2 separate regions of the Mus musculus genome follow, and region 1 is linked to region 2. The links are chromatin contacts, called in public Hi-C maps. All regions are on one chromosome and are shown on one strand. Each heading gives the region's core, a stretch centred on a gene start, on an enhancer-like site or on the middle of the called end of the contact. The rest is flanking DNA. Distances are from core to core; before and after follow the strand shown.

Evidence for each region. A called contact is a pair of places that touch in the nucleus more often than the background predicts.
Region 1: a Hi-C map of the N1E-115 cell line shows a contact between it and region 2, with 4 times the contacts expected there. The contact joins two enhancer-like sites. A contact is called at or near these places in 2 of 484 Hi-C or Micro-C datasets (the N1E-115 cell line and nephron progenitors).

What each region holds. Positions count from the first base shown.
Region 1 is chr9:48,110,362-48,113,061 of GRCm38.p6, reverse strand. No RefSeq gene overlaps it. Among named protein-coding and RNA genes, the nearest start is that of Gm40518, 47 kb to the left of the region's middle. Within about 2 kb of position 1,366, at least 8 of the 459 cell types and tissues checked have an H3K27ac peak or open chromatin away from gene starts, as enhancers often do. A contact at or near this core is called in the N1E-115 cell line, where this site is marked.
Region 2 is chr9:47,706,652-47,709,420 of GRCm38.p6, reverse strand. The region is part of intron 1 of Cadm1 (cell adhesion molecule 1); the gene reads right to left. Among named protein-coding and RNA genes, the nearest start is that of Gm10677, 110 kb to the left of the region's middle. Within about 2 kb of position 1,415, at least 40 of the 459 cell types and tissues checked have an H3K27ac peak or open chromatin away from gene starts, as enhancers often do. A contact at or near this core is called in the N1E-115 cell line, where this site is marked.

The sequences.
Region 1 (2,700 bases), core at 117-2,616, 400 kb before region 2:
GGCTCTCCACTAGTTTACTGTACCTTGGACTCAGTCATACCTTCCCTCAAGTGAGTAGCTCACATCCAGCTCGCTGCAGAGACAGTAGGTGCCAACCCTCTGCGCAGATGGGCAGTGCTGGACGAGGAACAAGGGAGAAACTAAGATGCTAAAGGCAAGAAAGCACCACTCCTCTGGAAGAAGGCGAGAGCTGGGCATCCACCGGAGCAAGGGATACTTACTTGGCTGTAGGGATGCATAAGGAGCAGATACAATCAGCAGAAGAGAGACAGAATGGAGAAAGCCAGGGAAGGGAGAGGGCCATGAAACAGGACAAGAGGAAAGTAAAAAGTATGGGGAGGTAGAAATGAGTGAGGCAGCAGAAGATCCAGAACCATAAAGAGAAAGTCCGAGAAGAAAGCAAGGAGGAAGACGCCAGGGTGAGCCCTTTGAAGGCTCAGGAAATCCACAGAAAGAAAAGGAAGAAGCAGAGGCAAGTGCCCAAACACTGAGAAGAGAGGGAGGGAGGACGTAGAGGGGGTGGAGGAGGGAGGGAGAGGGAGTTTCAGGACAGCACCTGTAGGGACGGCAGGTGGTCTGATGAAGAAGAAGAAGGAGATGGGAGTGATAGGGGAATTGGAAAAGTAAGGGAGGCATGACATTGAGCAAAAAGAGAGAGAGAAGGGGGTGCAAAGAGAGGAGAAGGAGGATAGAGGGGGGAGGGGGAGACTCAAAGCACGGAGTCAGCTCGGGAAGTGGAGTGGGTCCTGGATGCTGAACTTTGGCCAACATCTGGACCTGTTATCTTGCTCTCCATTTTTCACCATCACTAAGACAAGATGAGAAAGCTCGGCTTTAGCGTTTCTTCATCATAGAATGAGAATGTCCCACTCTGGTCTGTACCAAGGGTAACTCTGAGTTTCTAAGTGAGCCTAATGCAGTTAGAAAAAGTCAGAGAGGGAGGCAGGGCTGGGAAGAGGCACCATTAGGATAGGAGCTAATTGCTTACTGACACCCTGCTGAGCTGGAGGAGACACTTCCTTATATATTACTGTCATTTCTTGGGAAAAGCCTCAATGCCAAGTGTGGCCATCTATTGCCTGGGGGGGGGGTTGGTTCCAGGACTAGGCTGCCAGCTTGAAGAACCTTCATTTCAGCTCCTTTGCCCTCCTCAATGCCTGGTCAGAGATCTGCCTTGCCTGTGACCTCACACAGGCGCTCCCTGCCTGTGCAGACAAATCAACAACTTCAGACTCCCTCTAAGAAGCTGGGGTCAAGCGGGATGACTGGGGAGAGAGGCCAAGGCTCCCAGTCCCCAGTCAGTGCACTCCACAGGAACCCTCACCACAGCCAACAGCTTGCTCTTGGACATGATGGGGGTGGCACACTCGGGAAGAGGGACGGAGTGAGGCCAAGGAGATGGTGGCATGCTCCACTGCACCTCTCCCCAGAATGCAATGTGACACCAGGCATCAGGAGATGGCAGCGAAAGTTCAAGGGAAAAACACACAGTTATTTATGGCTCTGGCATCTGTTGTCAGATCAGAAACAGAGACCTAATCTAAGGCAAATCCAGCAGCCTGTACCAGAGCAGATGGGGAGGTGTGTGCACTGCTCAGTCCTGTTCCACTCTCAATTTATTATTATTCCTCATCTCCAGATTCCCATCTCCGAAGCAGACAGTTTTCCCGGGCCACAATGCCAGCAATCCCGACTGGGTGGACAGGCAGCTGAGAGTTTCTTTCTGCTGATGGGTGGTGGGTACTTATTCTCAGTGTGTGGCTTGGAGCCTTCTGTGCTAGAAGAGAGGTTATGAGAAGATGTACAAAGGAGATGAGAGGTGTGTGTGTGTGTGTGTGTGTGTGTGTGTGTGTGTGTATGTGTATTTTGGTGGGTGCGAGGAGGATAGTCAAAGTAAGCCACAGGCTGAATAGCAACAGGGTTGGCCTAAAGTCAATAGATTAAAGGGTCCATCCGTCTACTGTCCTGGTGTACGATGACCTTGAGCCAGTTTTATCTTTCTGGACGTTCCTGAGATTGTGTTCCTCCTCCTCTTCTTCCTTCTGCCTCCTCTTCTTCTTCTTCTTTTAATGTATTTTTTAAGGTAGGCTTTCTCTGTCTGTATGTTCATCTACATGCCAGAAGAGGGCATCAGATCCCTTTGTATATGGTTGTGAGCCACCACATGGTTGCTGGGAATGGAACTCAGGACCTCTGGAAGAACAACCAGTGCCTTTAACTGATGAGCCATCTCACCAGCCCCATTCATTCTTCAGATCACACACACACACACACACACACACACACACACACACACACACACAGAGAGAGAGAGAGAGAGAGAGAGAGAGAGAGAATGCTAGCTCAGAATAAATGTGCAGAGCATGAACTCTGGACTCAGTAGTTATGGATACAAGTTTTAATTTTTCAAGAACCAGCCTAGTCATCAAAAACACACATCCCCCCAGTGGGTCTCCCTTGTCACAAAGGGATAGGTGAGTTTATTAGATATTTCCCTCCTCTTATGACCCCACAGTTCCACTGGAAGAAGCCCTGAAACATCACAGGCAGCATCATGAAACTAGCTTGGAGAATCAGATGAGGCCACAGTCCACCTGAGGTCAGTCGTGATCTTGACCATGACTGAATGAATAGAGCTGACATCTAACCATGGTTCCTGGGCCATTGAGCGCGCTTTCAGGACTCAAGGAAGCAGACCTG
Region 2 (2,769 bases), core at 166-2,665:
ACTGTGTCTTTTGTAGTGGACAGATGAGGACACGTGCTCAAGCTGATGTGAGCCACAGTGGGTCTGGGAGGCAGAGTGGTGGAGTGGGGGTCGGGGTGTGGTGCAAGATGACACAAAAAACCCAGCAGGGTGCAGGCAGAGAGTTCAAGAACAGGTCTGGGTTAGGGGTGCTGGTGGGGAAGGGAGAGCTGAGCTCATTCACTCGCAGGCAGAAACCTACCTTCTTAACTCCTTTCAAGCCAAATCCCTCCAGCGTGGAACAATGGAGAGCTTAATTCAGTGATACAGTTATGAAAGGCTGATGAATGAAAATAATTGATCCTCATTATCTCTTCAGCACCTTTAATGCACCAGCAACAGCGATCACCTGTCTTTCCCCCTGAAGTCTCTGAACTGGATCATGCATCTTGAACTTCCTTGACTGTAGTTCCCCCCACCCCTTTGTTAAACTCAACATTTCTTTCCAAAGAAAACAAATAGAAACAAACAAGAAAATAATGGATTGGCTGCCACTCTGTCCACAAAAAAAAAAAAAAAAAAAAAAAACAAAGGAAACTCAAAAGTGAAGTCTGCAGCCCTTGTAGGCTGTCCCCTCCAACGCCCATCTGTAACTGCTCTCTCTTGCTGGAGTGTCCAAGGAAAAGGCTCAGGGCAGCAGAAACAGAGACCTTACCAAGCAATTACCGGTGAGGAATCTTCTGCCAAAACAGTTAGTACAGACGTAACCTTTCTTCCCATAGAGCTTAGCATCATCCCGTGGCCAAAGAGAGGCTTGATAAATACTACATGCTGAACAAGTGATCAACTTGATAGGGGGGGAAAAAAACCCTAAATATGAGGAATGACCACGGGGAGAAGTCCAGTGCTTCCATGAGAAGCTGAGGTTACCGCGCTTCCTGCCTCCTGTAGGTGGCGCCAAACTCCTTGAAGAAAGGGACAGGCAGAGTGAAAGGCTGCTGCTGTGTCTACACAGACTGGAGAACCCTCTTCTGAGTTGGCAGTCTCTCTTCCAAGGCTGCTCTTCTTCACTGCGCTGGCAAGCCCTGGATCAAAGAAATGGCTCACCTGCACTGCGTTAATTACGAGCTGCCCTTTCCCTGAGTGCCCAGCCTCGCATTACGGGATGACCAGCTCCGCAGCAGAGCTCCACAGTGTTGGGCAAATGGAAGGTTAGTTACAGGGGCTATTAAAAGGATTGGCAAAGGTAAAAGCGCATTTTAAAGCCATTAGGATCCCTTGCATTAAGTCTTAGTAAAGAAATGCCACGAGGCTACTATTGAAAGCCACCAGCCAGAAACTGGGATCCACAGGTAATCAGCAGTAAGTTGGGCTACCGTGGCAGAGGGCTCTCATGCTTCTGAACGGTCCTGATCTGTTAGGCCTTGGTCAACACGCAAGAGTGCCAGTGAGGCCTCCAGGAACACCACCCAGATGTGCACTTCCTGGAGAGTAGCCAGAGCTGGGACTTTGGCCCTCACCATCATGAAGCAGTGGGAAGTTCCGTGGGGGGTGTAGTGGGGAGAACTGAAGAGGCTTGGTCAAGCAAGAATAAAAGAGGCTATGGGCAGGGTGTGTCTCTGAGGACTACACAGCCAAGCAGGAACTGGATATTTCAACCCAGGTTTTCACTTGCATTCTCTAGGTCCGATTTTTATAACAAATAAACATTTTCTGCCAAGATCCTAAAATTTTTTTTAACAACAGCCGCCAAAACCGACTTCTATTCTGCACAATTATATAAGACCGAGCAGAGCACTGCTCTCATTTTTGAAGCTTTGTTTTAAGCTCGCTCATTAATCTTTCAGTCTTTTCCCATCTCTGCTTGACTATAACTGCCCTGAATTTATCCAAGCCTGCAGTATGCCAGGCTCACTGGTGTCTAAATCACCGAGAGCTGAATACACATTCTACTCAGGGGACTCAACATTTCCATCAGAAAGAACCAATCACAGCTTAGGAGAGGTAAACCTCTTTTTAATTGTATTCTATAATACTAACAGGCATTCATTACACATGGACCTTAAAACAAGATTTGCTCTTGGCTGCTCATAATTGTATTTCTACAGCAGTTTAAACCGTTGGCACCTGCAATTGCTAGCAGGCCTAAGCTACGAATTTCTATTATCCCAGTTTCAAGGGTTACATTTAAAATAAAACTCGGAGGGGCCAAACATTACATACACACATATTTACACAAATTAAATACTATGCACAAGTCAATACCTTCTGCACACAAAACTACATTAAGCTCAATTAGCCCTAAGCAAAACCACAGGAAGCAGGTTTCCTGTGAACCCAGGGTGCTCTTCCCTGTACTACAGAATATAAAAGCAGCTACAATATGGAGTTTTGCAGGACTATCAATGAAGGCTTAAAAAAAAATCATTATCAATACTGATTTCCTAATTAGCTTATATAAAATTACCATAAAACAATCCAACTCAAGGAATTTATACACACATAACATCTAACTTCTGGGTATAAATTTAAAAAAAAGTTCTCTTTAAACATGCAGGGGTCAGCATGAGTTTTTCCAGAAAAAAATAATTCTAACTCTGAGCTACAAAGAGTCACCAAACTAAAGTGCAATGTCCTTCTTGTTATGGTTTTCTTCTTGATTATGACCAAAATTAAATTATACAAATATTTCACTAAATATCTTCTCAAACCTTATAAATATTAATATGAACTCAATCTCCTATGTGCCCGGCATTTAAAAATCCATTTAAAAATCTTGGAAACTAATTTAAGATTTCCATCTAGAATACA